3 separate regions of the Mus musculus genome follow, and all the other regions are linked to region 1. A link is a contact called in public ChIA-PET and Hi-C data. All regions are on one chromosome and are shown on one strand. The core of a region is the stretch at or near the end of the contact, and the rest is flanking DNA. Distances in the headings are between cores, read along the strand shown. Region 1 holds the start of Snx29 (sorting nexin 29). Region 2 overlaps Clec16a (C-type lectin domain family 16, member A). Region 3 holds the start of Nubp1 (nucleotide binding protein 1).

Region 1 (3,070 bases), core at 394-2,893:
CTTGATTCTCTCTGGACTGGGATTATAGGAAGGCAGGACCTGTTCCACACTTGGTCTGCCTCATTTGTGGAGTTGGAGAGCTCCACGTGAAGATGCTAGCATCTGGGGAGAGAGCGCTGTTTGTGTCCTCCCAGGGTGGAAGGTGGAAGATTTTAGCTGAAGCCATGTGAAACCTCTGTAGGACTTAAGACCACTGGTAAAGGGCAGCCTGCAGGTTTAGTCACCTCCCTTTCCTTTCTTTATTGGAATCAAATCCAGGATGGCACACATGTGTTCTTCCACTGAGCTACTACAGTTTCTAGCTCTTCATTATTTTCTTATTTCTGATCAAGAGCCTAAGTTCTCCAGGCTGGGTGACTCCAGCCTCATATCCAGCAGGCAAAATAGTCTTTCAACTCCATATTTAAAATAGGGCAAAACCCTGGATTTCACAGTTGCTGTGAATTTAGCTCTTGTGTTCTCTCAGCACCTACCCACCTTTCCTCTCACTGTTGCCTAGAGTCAGTTGGACAACTCTTGTAGTTCCCTTAACCCACTGACCCACTGTCATTCTCCTCAGACCCATTACAATGCATTCTCATTCTAGAAAGTTCTCTCTCTCTCTCTCTCTCTCTCTCTCTCTCTCTCTCACACACACACACACACACACACACACCCACCACAAATTCTCCCAAGTGCCTCAGGCAGTAATTCGATTCTTCTGTGAATGTTGGTATTAAAGGTGTGCATGGTCACACCAGGATTGTAAGTGAAGTTTCAAATTCTGACTGCATCACTGTGCTTTGCACTTTTATTCCCACATCCATCATCAAGAAAGTACAAACTCTCCTGCCTGCAGGGCCTTGCACGTGCTACTCCAACTACTGAACTATATCCACCACTCCGGTTTTACCACTCCGGTTTTACTTTTTATTTCGAGAGTCTTGAGAAGTTACCCAGAATGGCTTTGAATTCACCTTTTGTTTTTGTTTGTACAGAGAGTTGAAGCTTGGGCCTCCTGCATGCAAGGCATGTGCCCTCTCTACCAAACTTTTTTTTTTTTTTTTTTTTTTTTTCGAGTCAGGGTTTCTCTGTATAGCCCTGGCTGTCCTGCAACTCACTTTGTAGACCAGGCTGGCCTCGAACTCAGAAATCCGGGATTAAAGGCGTGCGTTACCACGCCGGCCATCCACAGCTCTTGAATTCTTGCAGCTCAGGCTCCTGACTTATCCTCTTGAATGTTGGGATTTAAAGCCTGTACCACCAGGCCCTGCAGGCCCATTACTCTTTTTTTCTCTCTTCTCTTTGAGACAGTCTCAAGCAGCCCCATCTAGCCTCGAAATCATTGAGTAGTTCAAGGTTGACCTTGAACTTCTGATCCACCTGCCTTCCCCCGAGTGCTGGTTTGACGGACATGCAACACACTACTCCAAGCTCTCGGTACGCGTATATCGCATCCTTGTCCGAACTTCAGTCTAAATGGATGTCTTTTTCTTGGCTCGGGGATTGGGAGGCATTGATTTTGTGAGGTGCCGGTTCTCTTCCCTGCTACCCTGGGGCGTCGATTTGCCCGAGTATTTTGGTTCCGGGTCGGGAGGCGGGCCCTAGGAGAGTCACTGCTTCCGGGGCGGGGCCAGCGGGCGGGGCGCGCGTTCTCCCGGCCTGTGTGGAGCTCGGCGGCTGCAGACGCGGCGGCGGCGGCAAGGCAGGCGGCGGCCCCGGGAGCAGCAACATGAGCGGTGAGTGGCGGCCCCGCTGCTGTCACCCGCCCCGTAGCGCCACTGCAGCCGCACGCTCCGGGCCCGGTGTGCTCACACGCTGCAGACCCCCGCGGGGTCGCTCGCAGGCTCGGAGCCCTGGCCCGGAGTCTCCTGCACCGCTCCCACTATCCCGGGGCTGGCGCTCCTGTCCCTCTGCCTCACCAGTGACAGCCAACTCCTAGAGCAGAGCTTGCTCCCAATTCCCTCCCAGACAGCCGATCCCTTTGACAGGTTTCCGCACCCCGGATTCTCAGATCTCTGGTACTTGCCTTAGTCCCTCTTTCTCCCGTGACCCTCCTGGGACTCAGCTCCAGTTACCAGCCCCTGGTTTTTAGTTATTCTCTGTTCCAGGTCTCTTCCACCCAGTGACTCCTCTTTCTCCAAAGGCAAAGAGCATCTCTAGACACCCCTGTCACACACAGCAAACCAGAGCGACAGCTCCGGGTCCCCAGAGGTCTCAGTGTTAGGACAGCTTTGTCTTCTTCCCTCCTCTTCCCTGCACCTGTGTCCCCAGAGCTGGCCAGTTAGCCTCGCAGCGTCCCTCTCCCGGTTGTGCCTTTTGTATTTGGGCTGTTAGTTCATGCTTCAGTTCTCTCCATGTCTTCCTCTAGCTCATCGTTTGAAGTCTCCGGTTGTGTCCTGAAGCCCTTTCCTTCTTGCCCAATGCTGAACCTAAATGGGGCTCAAGCGTTGCCCAAGCCAATACCACCAGCAGGGAGGTGGAGCGGGTGGGGAGTCTGGAAGTGAGAGGCAGGTGCTTGTGACGGCTTGTGCTCAGTGATACCGAAGTTTAGTCCCTTTGTCGGAGTCTGTGTCTTCAAGCCTCCCTCTGAAGAGTCCTGATGATGTTTTGATGTTTTGGTGCTAAGTCATTCCTGGGTGTTGCGCGTGGAGATGGGAGTGACTCAGGGAAGGCTTGTGTTGGCTGTTGATTCTCCTGCTGGACTCAGGGATCTGGATTCCCTTAGGAGGACCCGCCTACCCTCGTAGTTTCTGTTTTTTCTTACTGTGCAGCTGGATTTTCGTCTCTGCACCCAGTCTCTAGACTTGCACTCAGGTGTTTCATGGAGCGGAGAGGGTGCTAGGGCAAAGGAGCAAAGGGCAGTCTTAATTTTTTGTTTTTTAAATTATTTCTGTGCATCTTTAAAAAAACGTTAGATGCTTTTTGTTGCTCAAGAGCAAAGTTTATGGAACTGTGGTCTTATTGAGGGGACTAATGGAGGGGTTTTTACAGTTTACGTTCATCTGCCAAAGCAAATTACTGGGTCTAACTTAACACTAATGTTAACAAAAACGTGTGTGCCAGCATCCACCAAAAGGTGATGGAGCCC
Region 2 (2,866 bases), core at 68-2,567, 740 kb before region 1:
AATTTCAGTAGGGCTCTATACAGGAGCATGTGGGTCCTCCCACCCTCGAGGATCATCGGCCCATACAATCCACAGGGCAAAGGGAGCAGAGATGATGGGGTTGGGGATCTGGAAGCCCTGTGAGTCCGTACAGTGAGTGACTACGCTGGAACCACCCTCGGGGCAGATCAACATTACTTAGGGTGATTGAAGGCTTATAAAGTGTTAGGGGGGCTGAGGGTAGGGACATGCAGGATGGGCGGAGGTGATTGGCTGGGGGGCTTAGGGTACCCTAAGCATGGGGAAGCATTTCAGGGATCTCAGGTGTTGGCTGAACAGGTTTTGTCAAAACCTGTAACCAAACTAAGGCTACCTAACATTCCTCAGAGAGAGGGTTTTGGATTTTCCAGACAAGGTTAGAAAAGGAGAAGATCCACTAATGAAGTGAGTCTCCCATATTCTGCTGATCCCAGAGGCTCTCTAGTCATGGTGGACTTCATCATTAATTAGCAGAGTTTTCCCACAAGAGCATGGGCACCTTACCAGTAGCTACACAACTAAAGAAAATGTTTCTCTGTTTCCCAGAAACTATTACTGCCAATAAGTCCTCACAGAAGACAGAGCAGAGCCTGCACCTCTCCTCCCAACTACCATTAACTGACAGACAATATGTCATCAGGAGGGGTGCGGCCTCGTGAGCTCCCTGACTTCATGACACAACATTGGTAGGTCAGGTCTTATGCACGTCATCACAGCAATTATGAGCTCAGAGTGCAGCAGCCCCATCATGCTTGGGACACAGTTTTCCACAGCACTCCACTCCATCCTCTAGCTCTTACATTTCCCACCTTCTCCATGATGTTCCTTGAAGTTTGAAGGAGGAGGATGTGAGTGTCCCATTCTGACTAAGCATTCAGCAATCATTCACGTCTACCCATTTTCTTTATTACTTCATCTGCTAGCTTGCAGACTTCTAAAGGACATTTTTTAGTGAGGTAATTGTAGATTTGCATGCAGCTGTAAGAAATAACACAGAGATTGTCCCTGGTTTTATCCCATGTGGATGCCTACAGAACTACAGTACCTGACCACAAGTAGGACACAACAAACAGGCTGTGGTTTGCAGCTTAAGCAAAAGCACAGAGCAGATGGCAACTGGCCACCTCTCAGATGGCTCTCAGGAGGTCTGTCCTTTTTCCCCATGGTCTCCTCTTGGGGCAGAGGTCCAGCCTCCACTGTGGGAGACACACCCACTGGTTGCATGAGTGGCTGAACAGAAGGAGCTGGCACTTGAGAGGCTGGTTTCTCTGTAGGTGTTAGATCAAAGCCCCACCTTCTGATGCCTGTAGATGGAAATCCTAGACTAGCTGCCAAGGTAACTGGCAGTTGTGAATTGTTTAACAGTAGTCCTGTGCAAGTTGCCTGCCTTCCCTCTGAGTGACAACAGTCTCCTACTATTTCCTGCCTGGCTCGGATGTGGTTGATCAAACTTGTTTTAACTTCTTGGTCTTTTTTACCCTACTTTCTCCTTCCTGTAATTTGTAGATAAGTTACTGGTATTGCTTCATTTTTACCAGCAGACCTCTTGCAAACCCAAACCAAAATTGGAGAGAAGCAGAGGAGAGACAGAATTATACTGAAGGGCTATAATTTAGGGTTAAATTTAACACAGATCAGAATAGGCAGATAAATGTCTAATTGAAATTCCTGTGTGCATTACCATCATATGGTAGGCAGGCAGGCATGACGCTGGAGCAGGAGCTGAGAGCTTACATCTTATCTACAAGTTGGAGGCCTGGTGTGGGCTTTGAAGCACAGTGCACACCTCCAGCAAGACCACACCAGCTAATTTCTTCCTAAATCATTCAACTGGGAACTAAACATTCAAAACTATAAGACAGTGGGGGCATTCTCATTCGGACTACCACACATACCCAAGAGTGGCAACTCATATGGTAGCCTCTTCTATTGTTTGCAAAGTGATTATGGGTTGGAACTGGGGATGTGCTTCGGTACCTGTAGGTGTTTTTTTAGGTTACCGAAAGACGGAGTAACACCAGAAATGGAGTCCAGGCTGATGTTTAACTTACTGTATCGCATGGGGTAGTTGGTCTTAGGTTTATCATCTTTCTGCTTTACCCTCATGAGTTCAAGGGTACTCAGTGCTGGAATAAATGAGGCAGCAAGGCCAGGGACAGCAGTCATGAGGTGCTTGTGACTTTGTTGTGAAGACTCTCAGCATGCTGTTTCTTGTGCTGTTCACATGTTACACTCTGCATCTGGTACCTGCAGCAGTGAGTGCCTCAAGGTGTCCCAGGTTGAGTTAGTCTGCGTCTCCAGGCCTCAGTCTTATTGCTTCTACAGCTAGAATAACAAACATGGCTTTGAAGGGAGGGCTTCTGCTATGTGTAGTGTTTGTTCTTAGGTCTAGCACCAGTTGGTGCAGGAATGTTAGGTGAGGCTGTACAACCTCATCCCCTATATGGGGCCTATATAAGTGTGCGTGGGTGGGCACGCTGTTGTTGGAACTGAACTATATTCAGCAGGCGCTTGGGGAAGCACTTCAGATGCAGGCAAGGGCATAAAGAGGGCAGGAAGCATCAGCAATAACAAGTGACAGAGACTGCTAAGACTAGAGTAGACATTGCCATTGGTGACAGTGAGCTAAACCCTCAGCTTGCACTCTGCTTTCCAACTTAACCACCAGGTTTCACCTCTAGGTGGTGCAAATATTTTATCACTCATATGTGTGCCAGGACTGGCTGGCTGGGAGTTCAGAATATCAGCTAAGAGACAGAATAGCTTTTTCCCTCCGAATTAGTCATTGACTATATCTGTAGGTGTCAGGTGAGCCAGTTGGGAAGGTACCCAAATGGTTCTCTGGGGA
Region 3 (2,885 bases), core at 200-2,699, 910 kb before region 1:
GCAAAAAAGAGAGGTTAGTACAGTTAGAGACTTTCCCAGAGTCATGGACTTTGGTGGATTAGGTCTTTGTTTTCATTTTGGCAGGTGCTGCTGTCTATGTGCTGAGTGTTACAGCCTGAATGGCACTTCCATCATGGAGTCAGTTGTGCTAAGGTCTGGGGCCCTGTCACAATAACAATGAAAAAAAAAAAGTCCATGAATTTGATAAACAGCAAGGAGAGGTGGTAAGGTTTGGGGGAAGGAAAATGAAGGGAGAAATGATGTAATTATAATCTCAAAAATAAATGAAAAATATTTAGAATCGTTCAATGAAAACAGTAACAACCACCACCATCTTGTGCCAAAGTTGCATGCAGCCAAGCTCCCATGGCTGTGACCATGGACAGGATGTCTTCATGGAGTCTAAACACTGCTCCACAGACACAGACAGGCCATTTGTCTAAACACTCACAGACACATACAGGAGAAATGGTAGCAGCAAGGACAGTGGGGACCTGCAGAAGTGAGAGAAAGCTAGGGAAAGCTCCCAGTGGGGGCACAGGAGTGGGTTTGAAGAGGTTTCACTGAACAGATCTGAGGGGAAGCAACAAAACACAAAACAAAGTATTTTTCTAAATAGCACAGCAATTTTAAGAGGGCGGGGGTGTCAGCCCAGGAATGCTGGTGGTGCACATTGTAATCCCAGCAACTGAAAGACGGAGGCAGGAGGATCAAATGAGAACTTACACTGCTGGCGATTGAATTTATGGCTTTTCACTTGCTGGACAGGTACTCTACCACTGAGCTACACCCCTTTATAAAGTCTCCCCTCTTAGCCAAACATGGCAAGAAAATCATTAATTCAAGATCAGCTTGAGCAGAAGAGAGGAGAGGAGAACAGAGAAGAAATAGAGAGGGACGGACAAAGTGTTTTGTTGGATCTGTATTGTTTCAGTGCTGGGGACTAAATATAGGACCTCATGCATGATAGATCAAGCACTCTACCAATTGAGCCACAATCCCAGCCTGTAACAGAATCTAGGGTAGGGCAGATTATTTGAAACTGAGTAAATATTGACATTGATTGTACTTTTATTAGTAGTACTGCATCAACACTGAGGCCACGGAGAATAACGTTCGTTGGCGACAAAAACCATACTTAAAAAAACAAAACAACAACAAAAACAAAAACAGAATCAAAAACCTGCATTATGTGTAAGAGTCCATCCTCGCTTTCCCTATGAGTTCTGGGATTTGGATACAGGCTGGCTCAACAGAATCTTTAATCGTTAGAGCCACTTCATTTGCTCAGGTATCATATATTTCTGAGTCTCGCCCTGTTTTAGCGGGAAGAGGCATAGGAATCCCACCCACTGCACACACGGTTTTGCGCGTGCGCAGTCCTGGTCTGGCGAGACAGTTCCCGCGGCCGGGGGGTCAGATTGGACCTGCGAGGCGGAAACACGCCCCTGAGGTTCCGGCGAGCGCAGCCCGGGCAAGAGCGGCAGCATGGAGGAGGCGCCCCACGGTGAGCTATCGCAGGACGTGTGGGTGGTCCCGCTGGGACCGAACCACTCTGACTGTGCCTTCGTCTTCCCGCAGGCTGCCCCGGGGCCGACAGCGCCCAGGCCGGCCGAGGAGCCTCGTGCCAGGGATGCCCCAACCAGAGGCTGTGCGCATCCGGAGCCGGCGCTGCTCCGGATCCCGGTGAGGAAGCGGCGGGCAGATCAGGAAGTGGAAGGGGCGGGACTTGAGGGTGAATGGCAGCGGCTAGTGGGCAGTATTCTAATTGGTTGGGGGGAGGGCGTAGAAGGCGGAGCTTGAGCGAGAGGGAGGTTTTAAAAATCAAATAGCGGAAAAACAGTGATGGAAATGGAGGTTTAGTCTGATCTGCGGTAGACAGGGAACCGAAGGGGGCATTAAAATAAGCTTGGCGGCACAGGCTTGTTCCCCCGGAACTTGAGGGGCAGAAGCAGGAGGATGGCTACAAGTTAAAAGCCAGCCTGGACTACAGGATGAGACCCTGTATGAGTGAATGAATGAATCAGTGAATGAATGAATGAATGAACGAACGAACATTAGGTCGAGTGTGTTGGCACATGTTTGTAATCTCAGCATTTAAGAGGCTAACCCCGGGCTTAGATGAGACCCTGTCTTTATTAAAAAAAAAAAAAAAATCAGTAAATAGGACCTCAAAGAAGGATAGAATAGATAAAAGTGATGTCGGGCAGGTACAGGGCTTAAGTAATAACCGCTACCTCAGTATCCACAAGGCCAAGCACAGAGAGGAGAATGGAAAAATACTGAGATCTTTCAGGCCTGAGTCCTGGCACATGTCCATCACAGGTCACAGAGGCTCTGCTCTCTCTGTGGCAGAGAGAAGGACCCTCCTGTTAAGGAGTCTATCTTTCAGCAGACATGAATGTTCATTATCTCAGTGGAGAGACAGATGGGGGACTGAGAGCAAAGTGGGGAGGAAGCAGGAGCAGGCACGTTAAACTCACCAGGGATCAGCACTGTGAGGGGCCATCTCCAGGGCGAGGAGGACTGAAAGCCTAGCTGGAAGGAAGGCTTTTCAGAGAGAGGCTGGGTTTGGTTGTTGAGTCTCCTGAAAACTGATCTTGAGCAAGAATGCCCTCATGGTGAAGACCAGTCTCCCCACAGTGTAGTCTGTAAAGATTTGAAACAAGACGTGACATTGGAAACCCAGTACGTTGCTGGGATGGTTGCTTCTGAGAGCCTGTGAGTTTCCCATCTGCAGCCCTGGGGACATTGGAGTTGATCATCCCTTGTACTGGGCCTAACCTGTGCTTAAGACACTTAGCATCCATCATCCGAGATGCCAGTAGTAGTCCCTCCTGTGGCATCCAGAGAATTTCTGCAGATGTTAGCAGATGCCTCCTGGG

Evidence for each region. Hi-C and Micro-C count contacts between places; a contact is called where the count stands out from the background. ChIA-PET counts read pairs in DNA pulled down with a chosen protein or histone mark.
Region 2: a contact with region 1 is called in an RNA polymerase II ChIA-PET map of memory CD8 T cells, with 5 read pairs. The contact joins the enhancer-like site here to the promoter of Snx29 in region 1. A contact is called at or near these places in 1 of 39 promoter capture datasets (liver) and 2 of 115 datasets of contacts at active chromatin or transcription factors (memory CD8 T cells and regulatory T cells).
Region 3: a Hi-C map of CD8 T cells shows a contact between it and region 1, with 6 times the contacts expected there. The contact joins the promoter of Nubp1 here to the promoter of Snx29 in region 1. A contact is called at or near these places in 3 of 39 promoter capture datasets (the C10 cell line, neutrophils and pre-B cells), 7 of 484 Hi-C or Micro-C datasets (CD4 T cells, CD8 T cells, double positive thymocytes and 3 more), 1 of 115 datasets of contacts at active chromatin or transcription factors (pancreatic cancer cells) and 1 of 9 other capture datasets (liver).

Annotation. Positions count from the first base shown.
Region 1 is chr16:11,321,261-11,324,330 of GRCm38.p6, forward strand. It overlaps Snx29 (sorting nexin 29), which reads left to right and starts at 1,644. Exons shown (of 21, transcript NM_028964.4): 1 at 1,644-1,718. The coding sequence starts at 1,712.
Region 2 is chr16:10,584,059-10,586,924 of GRCm38.p6, forward strand. All of the region lies in intron 9 of Clec16a (C-type lectin domain family 16, member A), which reads left to right. Among named protein-coding and RNA genes, the nearest start is that of Clec16a, 40 kb to the left of the region's middle. Within about 2 kb of position 1,318, at least 64 of the 459 cell types and tissues checked have an H3K27ac peak or open chromatin away from gene starts, as enhancers often do. A contact at or near this core is called in memory CD8 T cells and regulatory T cells, where this site is marked.
Region 3 is chr16:10,410,489-10,413,373 of GRCm38.p6, forward strand. It overlaps Nubp1 (nucleotide binding protein 1), which reads left to right and starts at 1,450. Exons shown (of 11, transcript NM_011955.2): 1 at 1,450-1,507; 2 at 1,582-1,686. The coding sequence starts at 1,489.